2 separate regions of the Oryctolagus cuniculus genome follow, and region 2 is linked to region 1. Evidence: chromatin contacts called from public Micro-C data. All regions are on one chromosome and are shown on one strand. Each heading gives the region's core, a stretch centred on a gene start, on an enhancer-like site or on the middle of the called end of the contact. The rest is flanking DNA. Distances are from core to core; before and after follow the strand shown.

Evidence for each region. Hi-C and Micro-C count contacts between places; a contact is called where the count stands out from the background.
Region 2: a Micro-C map of ear pinna shows a contact between it and region 1, with 8 times the contacts expected there. The contact joins two enhancer-like sites. A contact is called at or near these places in 3 of 6 Hi-C or Micro-C datasets (ear pinna, psoas muscle and an unstated tissue).

Annotation. Positions count from the first base shown.
Region 1 is chr9:2,553,228-2,558,128 of mOryCun1.1, forward strand. The region is part of intron 4 of COL4A2 (collagen type IV alpha 2 chain); the gene reads right to left. Among named protein-coding and RNA genes, the nearest start is that of COL4A2, 79 kb to the right of the region's middle. Within about 2 kb of position 3,009, at least 5 of the 8 cell types and tissues checked have an H3K27ac peak or open chromatin away from gene starts, as enhancers often do.
Region 2 is chr9:2,699,769-2,704,334 of mOryCun1.1, forward strand. The region is part of intron 2 of COL4A1 (collagen type IV alpha 1 chain); the gene reads left to right. Among named protein-coding and RNA genes, the nearest start is that of COL4A1, 67 kb to the left of the region's middle. Within about 2 kb of position 2,968, at least 2 of the 8 cell types and tissues checked have an H3K27ac peak or open chromatin away from gene starts, as enhancers often do.

The sequences.
Region 1 (4,901 bases), core at 1,759-4,258:
GGCGATGGCTGGGCCGTGCCCAGGCCCCATGGCCAAGCAGCCGGCGGAAGCGCGGACGGCCGACGCCCTGATGGGGGCACAGCCTGGGGCCTCGCGGGTGCTGCTGTCTGGAGAGCAGGCTGGGGATCTGTGGTCGTCACGGGCTGCTCCGACCACACGGATGCAAGGAGGCGGCCTCACTCACACACGCGGGCGGCCAGGAGCTGCCGGGGCAAAGCACCTGCCCCTGGGGCCCCCACCCCGTGAGGCTCTGCGCGCCTGCTACTGGGCTGTGGCCACTTTGTGCTCTGCTTGGGGCCCCCACGCTGGTCCGCCTCTGAGGGCACGCATCTCACACAGGTGACACAAATGCCCAGGGCCTCGGCCCCCGCCCACCCATCTTCCCGCAGCTCTGGGGCAGCCCTGTGTTCCCCAGGGGTTCCCAGCAGGGCCACTCAGCCCTGAAGGCCCCTTGTCCACACCGCTGTGGTTTGTTCCAGTCTAACCGAGCTCCTGGTGATTGGGCCGGTCTCTCGCAGACCCTAGGACATTTGCACATGCTGATCCTAAGGGGCCCATGCCTCTAGGGGGCAGTAGAGGATGTGACGCAGGCACAGTGTCTCCGGGGAGGTCTTCCTGACCCCACGACCAGATTAGGCGCACCCCTGCCTGCTTCTACAACAACACGTGGCTTTGTGCACACGCACACTGCACTTCATTTCACACGGACCATGCCTCATTTGGGCCTCTGTCCCCGCGTCCCTTACAGCACCTGAGAGACAGAGCTCGCCCCACAGATTGTCTGCCCAGCGAGTGAATTCCCACTCCCAGATACCCGGCTAACTCTCTGGCCACTAGGACTCTGGGGCTTAGAAGCATCCTTGAGACAGCTTCACGAGGCCACGGCGTGGGGGTGGCACTGTCCCCATTCCCACCCCCCAACCCCCGCCAGCCGCCGGTTCAACTCTAAGTCGTCTCAATACATCAGAAAGCACCTCACTCCCGGCTGGGCTCTCCTCTGAGCCAGGGGCCAGCCTGCTGCTCTGCTGGGTGATCTGGTCTTATCTGAGTTACGAGGGAGAGGGAGAGGGAGAGGGAGAGGGAGAGGGAGAGGGAGAGGGAGAGGGAGAGGGAGAGGGAGAGGGAGAGGGAGAGGGAGAGGGAGAGGGAGAGGGAGAGGGAGAGGGAGAGGGAGAGGGAGAGGGAGAGGGAGAGGGAGAGGGAGAGGGAGAGGGAGAGGGAGAGGGAGAGGGAGAGGGAGAGGGAGAGGGAGAGGGAGAGGGAGAGGGAGAGGGAGAGGGAGAGGGAGAGGGAGAGGGAGAGGGAGAGGGAGAGGGAGAGGGAGAGGGAGAGGGAGAGAGGGAGAGGGAGAGGGAGAGGGAGAGGGAGAGGGAGAGGGAGAGGGAGAGGGAGAGGGAGAGGGAGAGGGAGAGGGAGAGGGAGAGGGAGAGGGAGAGGGAGAGGGAGAGGGAGAGGGAGAGGGAGAGGGAGAGGGAGAGGGAGAGGGAGAGGGAGAGGGAGAGGGAGAGGGAGAGGGAGAGGGAGAGGGAGAGGGAGAGGGAGAGGGAGAGGGAGAGGGAGAGGGAGAGGGAGAGGGAGGAGGGGAGAGGGAGAGGGAGAGGGAGAGGGAGAGGAGGGCATCTGGTGGGATGAGAGACGCCACCTGCGACACCGCGGCTGGAGAACACGGCCAGGCTGCAGAAACGCCAGGACCACGCACAGTCGAGGGCAGAGGCTGAGCCCGCCCAGCGGGTCCTTGGAGAAGCTCTCCCAGGGCCCGCTGAATGTGTGTGCGTCAGAACCAGATTTCTACCCACAAGGGACGCCTTCTCAGAGCCTCTGAGGCCCCCGGGTGGCAGGAACGCGGTGTGGTCCCAGCGGTGGACACTAGGTGGCAGTCGGTGGCGCCTTACAGAGCAGGAACCGCTCCCGGGGCCTGGAGTGCTGGTGCTGGAAAGACTGGACCCGAGGTCCTTCTGGGTCACAGTGACTCACCTCCGGGGACAGAGGGCAGCCTCCTCGCTGGTCATGGGTGCTAGCCTCCCCTGGGGAGTGCTCTTGCATCTGGACTGCAGAATTCCAGACCCAGCTTCCCGCCACAGGGTGGCTGAACTAACCCCTACTAACTTGTGTCCTAGCTCCCTCCCCTTTGGCCTCCTTCTGGACACAGCCCTGGCCCTCTGCAGCAGTGCAGCGGATTGAGCTGCCGCCTGCAGTGCCAGCATCCCATATGGGCGCCGGTTCGAGTCCCGGCTGCTCCTCTTCCCATCCAGCTCTCTGCTGTGGCCTGGGAAAGCAGTAGAAGATGGCCCAAGTCCTTGGGCCCCTGCACCTACACAGGAGACCCAGATGAAGCTCCTGGTTCTGGCTTGGCCCAGCCCTGGGTGTTGTGGCCATTTGGGGACTGAACTAGAGGATGGAAGACCTCTCTCTCTCTCTCTCTCTCTCTCTCTCTCTCTCTCTCTCTCTCTAACTCTGCCTTTCAAATAAATAAAATTAAAACAAAACAGGACAGTGGGTGGCCTGGCCCTATCACAGAGACAGCCAGTCGGAGTGCTGCCTGGCTCGAGCCATAAGGGGACTAAGCCACAGTGGCAGGCGAGCTGTGCAGATCCTGGAGCAGTCTGTGACAGCGCTGGGAGACCCCCGGGGACCCGAGAGTCCGCAGCTCAGGGACAGTTCCTGCCCGGGCACCACGAGCCCCGAGGAGCTGGCAGGTGGCACGGCTCACTGCCCACGCCAGGGACCCCGCCCGTCTCCTGCCCTGGTCGTGCTGGACACTGAGCGGCTGTCTGGCCATCCTGACTTCTCTCCCAGGAGTCTCGTCTTAGAGCGGTGACTTGGACAAACACTGGACACACATCCGCAATTAAACAAAGGACAACAAACCCTGAGAAACGGATCTTTTTTGGGTCTGTGGAAAGATAACGGGCGGCTCGTTTGGGCAGACGCGAAGCCTTGGTCCCGGGTGGCAGGAAACCGGATGACATTCACGTCCATTCCAGGAGAGTGACTCAGCCGGGCTGTTCTCAGGACAACCCTAGTGGCATCTGCTACGCAAGTGGCCGTCTGCACTGATGACCTGGGAGGGACAGGGGGACCTGGCCGAGCCAGGCCCACTGTGCCCCGTGAGAGGGAGAAAGGGGGGCTTGGTGAGGGAGCGGGGAGCCCCTGTGGACTGCGTGAGCGTGGGCCTGGCTGGACTTGGGACTGCCTGGGTCTGGGGACAGCCACCTTGCAAAGCAGCTCATTGGCAGCCGGGAAGTCGTGGGTGGGCTGTGAGGGGTCGTCTTGCTCCTTCATCACTGCTGTGAGCTTTTCCGGGTTCGGAAGGAACCCAGACACCCACGGCCCCTTCTGTCCTCTGCTCCCAAACTGAACTGCTGCCAGCTGGTGCGAGGGACATAGGTCCTCGTGCAGAGTCCCCCGGGTGTGACCCCCATGCTGAGGGCCCCCTAGGCCTACAGCACCCCTGGGCAGCACCCATACTGCCCAGCCCCCTCCTGCCTCTGGAGTTGCTGACCACACCCCTGATGGCCCCCCTGCCCATGGACCCCGCATTGAAAGCCTGCCATCAGACATAGTCTCACTGCAGAACGGAACATGTTAGGGTCGCTCTGCTCACCACCCAGTGGAACTCAAAGTCCCTCCCCCGCCTCGGGCTCCATGCGGCCACCCCTCTCCTCCGGCCGCCGTGCTGCTGGCTGGACCCGCACCCCCAGGCCTCGCCGGGTTGGTCCGCAGCTCCCCAGCTTTGCCTATGCGGCCTGTCTTCCTTTTTCGGGTGCACTGGAGTCTGCGGTCTCTCCTGGCTCGCTTTCCCCCAGTGGCCAATCACCCTACTCCCCACCCGTCTGTGGCTGGGCCTGGCACTGGCTGCAGGGGTCCCCCCGCCAGCTGGTTTAATTGCAAAAGAAGCCAGACAGGGCTGAAATTAGCCCCGCCCTCCATCTCCACCTGCCGATAGGGCGGGGACTCCGCGGCCTCAGCTTCCCCACGAGCTGTCGCCCTGGCTGTGTGGACACTGGGGTCCTGAAGGATCAGCCTGTCGAGGCTTCTCCCCGCCCAGCCCCGGCAGCAGGAAGCCCAGCCGGGCCCTTTGCAAAGCCAAGAGTGACCAGGACACTGCTCCGTGGTGACCTTGCCACCAGCAAGACTCGCCCGGGAGACTCGCTGTGCTCACGCTCCCTGGCCAGCAGGGGGTCAGCACAGCTGCAGCTGCACCTGCACACACTCTGCAGAGGACACACACACGTGTGCACACACATCGCAGAGGGCACATGCACACATGCGTGCACACACACTGCCAAGGATACACACACACGTGTGCACACACACTGCAGAGGACACACACACTGCAAAGGATGCACACGTGTGCACACACACTGCCAAGGACACACACATGTGTGCACACACACTGCCAAGGACACATGCACACACATGTGCACACACACTGCCAAGGACACACGCACACACATGTGCACACACACTGCCAAGGACTCACACACAGTACACACACATGCATACACGCTTCTTAAATTTAGAAGGAGTGGAAACTACATCAAGAATCCTACATACGAGGAAATACAGGTGGACTCTACTAGGACTTAGCTTCTAACGCTACGCAGGGAAAGCGTCCTGGCTTGTAAACAAACACACAAACCCCACCCCAGACCGAGGCACTCACGCCTGCCTTTCGCAGCCAATGACAGTCGCCGTAGAAGTCCACCCCCAGGAAGGCAGGCTCTGCTCGGCGTGGGCTCCACGGCGGCCTGGGGTTTACCGTATCGGATGGAGCAGCTCGTGCAAGCCGAGGTGCCCACGCGCAAACAGCTGACCGCAGAACGCCCGTCTCTGCTGATCCGCGGATGGGCTCCTGCCTATGCTGCGGCGTCTCCAAGGGCAGGCAGCTGGGGTTGGCT
Region 2 (4,566 bases), core at 1,718-4,217, 150 kb after region 1:
GTGTGTGCTGGCATCTCTGGGGTGTCCTGTCACCCTGCAGGTCCCCAAGGGGTTGTGTGGCAGAGCAGCTTATCGATGGCCCCTGCACGCTGTGTGGGAAGAGAGCAAGCAAAGCGAGGGCCCAGCCTGTTTTGGGGGGGTTCGTTCAGCTCAGCGCCTACCAGGAAAGCCCCCCACCGGGCCAACACCGCAGCGGTAGGAGAGCCAGAGCAGACCTGGGCGAGAGCCGTCGGCAGGGGCTCGGCTGTGGTTTGCTGGAGACCCCTGCCGCCCTGTTTGTCTTGCTTTAGGCACGAGTGTAGGGCTCCCTGCAGTCATTCAGAAAACCAGGTTGGCTTTGTTTTTGGAACTGCAGTTGGATTCAGATTCTCTTCTCATTTCATAAGACGATGCGAAAAGCAACCCGAAAACCATGCACAGTTCACACTGTCTCTAGAATCCCAGCGTTTACTCCCGACTTACAGCCTCAGGATTCGGGTCGCCAGTTTTAAATGTGTGCTTTTGATCACGTTTTGAATTCTAATGCGAGTTCTTCCCCGTGGAGCTCTCTGGGCCTGACAACACTGATTTCCCTCATCTGTGCCCACAAGAATGTGTGCACTTGACATCATTCACAGTAATATATTAACAGGGAATATTTGAGAAAAAGGGCTTTATGCCTCCCGCTGTGCTGGGGCATTTTAGTTAAAATGGAAAAAAGAGAGCTCAGTGTATGGGCCCAGGGCTCCCTCTGGTGGCGAGAGGTGAGAGTGTGTGCAGGGTCTCTTCCAAGGCGGGGGGTGGCTCTGTTCACTGGGTCCTGCCCCTAGCTGGAACCTCAGGCAGTGCCTGTTAGGGCTGGGAGGTTTCCCTCACGGCCTCTCCAAGGTAGGCACGGCTAGTGGAAATTCTCTGGGGGTGTGCGAGGTACAAGGGCCCGAGGAGCTGTGGGTGTCTGTTTCGGGGGAGACCCCCGTTTCCAACTGAGCTGAGATGTCTGGGCAGGGGTCCCACAGGTAGAGGCAGAAACAGGAAGAAAAAGGAGGTGGGCTTGGGGCTGCGGTGGGGGGAGCTCCTGATCCTGGCCCCTAAGTTCAAGCCTGTGGCTGGGCGAGCCTGAGCAGCTGCCCTTGCTGTGGTTGGGTGGGAGAACGGCTGAGAGCAAGCAGGTGGAGGGGCGGGATCCTGACACCGCCCTGTCTCCCGGCGGGGGCTCCCCAGCTGCAGCTTGTGCCGGAGAGCTGGCTCCTGGAGCCGGGGCCACTGGGGTCGGGATTCTCCATCCCAGCATCCTAAGGCAGGAAGGCCAGTGTGGACATGGCTGGCCAGGCGAAGCCGTGGACACAGGGGCCTGTCCACGTCGCTTCGTCTGCAGCCAGTCCAGCTGTGGAGTGTGCCGGGGGCCCCCAGCACCGTGCCCCCCGCTCTGCACACAGACCCCGTCGGCTTCAGCAGCCGAGGGAGTGGGTCACAGCCAGCCCAGCTGTGGAGTGTGCCGGGGGCCCCCAACACTGTGTCCCCCACTCTGCACACAGACCCCATCGGCTTCCGCAGCTGAGGGAATGGGTCACAGCCAGCCCAGCTGTGGAGTGTGCCGGGGGCCCCAACACTGTGTCCCCCGCTCTGCACACAGACCCTGTCAGCTTCTACACCCGAGGGAGTGGGTCACAGCCAGCCCAGCTGTGGAGTGTGCCGGGGGCCCCCAGCACTGTGTCCCCCGCTCTGCACACAGACCCTGTCGGCTTCGGCAGCCGAGGGAATGGGTCACAGCCAGCCCAGCCATGTCCAGGGGAAAACCCCAAGGTCTGTAAAGTGGGGGTGGGGTGGGGTCTGCTGCTCCGCCAGGCGCCTAGAGATAGAGCCCATCTTCCAGGCTCTGAGCCCCCCCCCCCCCCCGGGGGGAGGACTTTTATTTGCTTATTAATTCTAACATCTTCCTATTCTTCAGGTCCTTTGGCTTTGAAAGGTGGGAATGTGCTCCTCCTGGGAGTGAAGCCTCCCTTTCCTCTGTCCCCTTGCCAGATGCGGCCCCTGCAGGGCTCCTGGCCAGGGCGACCTCCGCTATGGAGCTCCAGGCGTTCCGGCCAGCACCCGGGGCTCCTGACCCTGCTGCCTGCAGCTGCACCGGGGCATGGGAACGTCGAGGCTGGGGCCCCAAGCCCCCGGCTGCACTCCTTCCTGCCCCCCGGCACCCAGCATTCATGAGCCCGCCTGCAGCGTGCGTGGCGGTGCTGGGAGGAATGAGCGTATTCGTGAACACATCCATGCTCTTCTAAGGGTCCGTCCCGTGGGGTTTGTAGCCCTGCCCTCCTCCCAGGAGGGGGGGCCAGCAGCACCCCCCCCCCCGCCCCTGCAGCCTCTGCTGTGATGGCAAATCTGGGCTGCAGGCAGCTCCCAGCACCCCCACCCCCACCCCCCCGCCATGGAGCTCTTCCATGACCCCTGACCCGGGCCGCAGCTGCCCACCCCTTTCCCAGCAGCTCCGGCATGCAGGAGGTGGCCCTGCAGATGTCCGATGGTGGCCGGGATCCAGGAATTGGATTTGTGGAATTTTTGGCCCGGTTTTGCAGTCACCCACTGACTGTGACCCCTGCGCCGAAGTCACTTCCTCATCACCGCGTGCTTAGCGAGCACTGGCTCCCAATGTGAGGGCTTTCAGACGCCCCCCCACCCCCACCCCGTCCCCTGCTTCTCTGTGGCTTTGCCTGAAGTCGGCACCCGGGGCCTGGGAGACACTAACGCCGTCCTGTCCCTGGAGGCGCTTCTCCTGTTTCCTGCTTGGCCATGGTGTTTGCACTGGGAGGGGTGCCTGGATCCCACCTGCCCGGTCCCTTGGTTTTCAGGACACGTCCATGGCCTGCTGGCCCTGCTGTTGGGCAGTCCATCAGCTGAGGCCTGTGCCCAGGCCTGTGAGTGGACAGCACAGTGCCTTTGGCAAGCAGTTAGCATAGAGCTCATGAGAGTCGCCTCCTGCCGTGGCTGTGGGCCACATGCTGTCCCCACGTGGCCAGTCTGGGCGGGGCCTGGAGGACAACCCCAGTCTCCAGCAGCGTCTCCATGTGTGCTTCAGCCCTCATAGATCCGTGGCCCTGGGAAACACGGTTCAGGGTTGAGGCTTCCCTGCTGGCCGTCGAGATGGGCCCAGCGTGCCGGCCGGTCCGAGGGTCCGTGACGGCCGCCGGCTCTGTGTGGATTCTGGGGTCAGCCCCGTTTTTGCTGGTGGTCATTGTGTTGTCCTCCAGGGATGGGAGCTTTGTCTGTGTTTGATTTTTGACTTGGACACGTGACATTGGACTTCCTGCAGCATGGGCTTGTGGGCACAGATGTTAGAAGAGGGAAGAAACAACTGGGTCTTATGAAAGAGCCATTTCTTCCCCTGTTTATGGCTTTTTATGAAAGCTGTATGCTTGATTCAGACAATTAGCAGAACCTGCAGCTGCTCCGTGCGTGCAGTTCTGTCTCCTGCCCCATTTGAAAGGGCCGATTTGGACGCCGCCATTACTCTCGGTGCTGTGCGCTCTCATATGAATGAACAGTGGCCTTTTGTTCTTCCTCCCCGTGTTCGGACTTCATCGTGGAGGGCCCAGCAGCAGTCGCTTTCACTGCTGGTGTGGAGTCTCGTTTCTGTCCGCAGCCATCGCTCCGATGCTCAAGAAGGATGTCCAGAGGCGTTGGCACCAAAACTCTTCGTGTATGTTTTACAGTGTTCACCTCGTATTGCTGCCTTCCGTGCTGGCGTGGCCGTGGCCAGCAGTGGCTGTGCCTTCCAGCTTTGCCTGGCGTGACTCATGTGGACACCATGTCCTCCCGGCTCCTCCTGGGAACCCTCAGGGGTCCTGGAGCTCCCACAGAAGGGTGGTCACCATCAGGGCCCTGCCGGCTGCAGCTGCAGAGTCTGGCTCAGAGACTGCTGGCACCGGTAGCTTCTGGACAACACGTCCAGCTCTTGGCTTTTCCCGCGGTCCCGGTGGAAATTTGCTGGGAGCTTGGAGGAGTCGTTTGGCCTCCATGCGACACTTGCTCTTTGCTTGCTGGCTGTGTGGCTCTCTGAATGCTTCTCCTGTCTGCCTGCTCTGCTCCGGTTCCCATAACAGCCTTGGACAGGCCGTGGGCTGTTAGATTATTCATAGGCACTTTTGTCTGGACAAAAGATTAGGGAAGTTTAAAAAATGTGGGGGATGGCCAGAGCCGTGTCAGTGAAGGGGTCACTTCCTTGGTAGCCCTTCAGTTCCAAACGCCCGGGCCGTGCGGATTGCTTAAGTGCTGTGGTGACGTTTGGGAAAGAATGTGTTTTTGCAATGGAAGCAAGCACTGGGAATTCAGAGGTCTGCCTGCTGTTCCCAAGGGCTGCCAGCGAGCCACCGGCATCTTGACTTCCCCATCTGTGAAATGGACATAAAAGGGCTGGTGCCTCGGCTGACATCACTGCGGGGAATTCTCCACATTCTTCTGGGAACCTGCTTGCTCCAGTGACCCAGAAACAGTGGGCCGGCTGCAGGCTGAGCTCATTTCTATTTCTGGCCCGGTGCTGACTCAGTGAGAAACTGGGAGAAAGCAGTTCCTCTGGCTCGGGTCCTCAGTGCATTC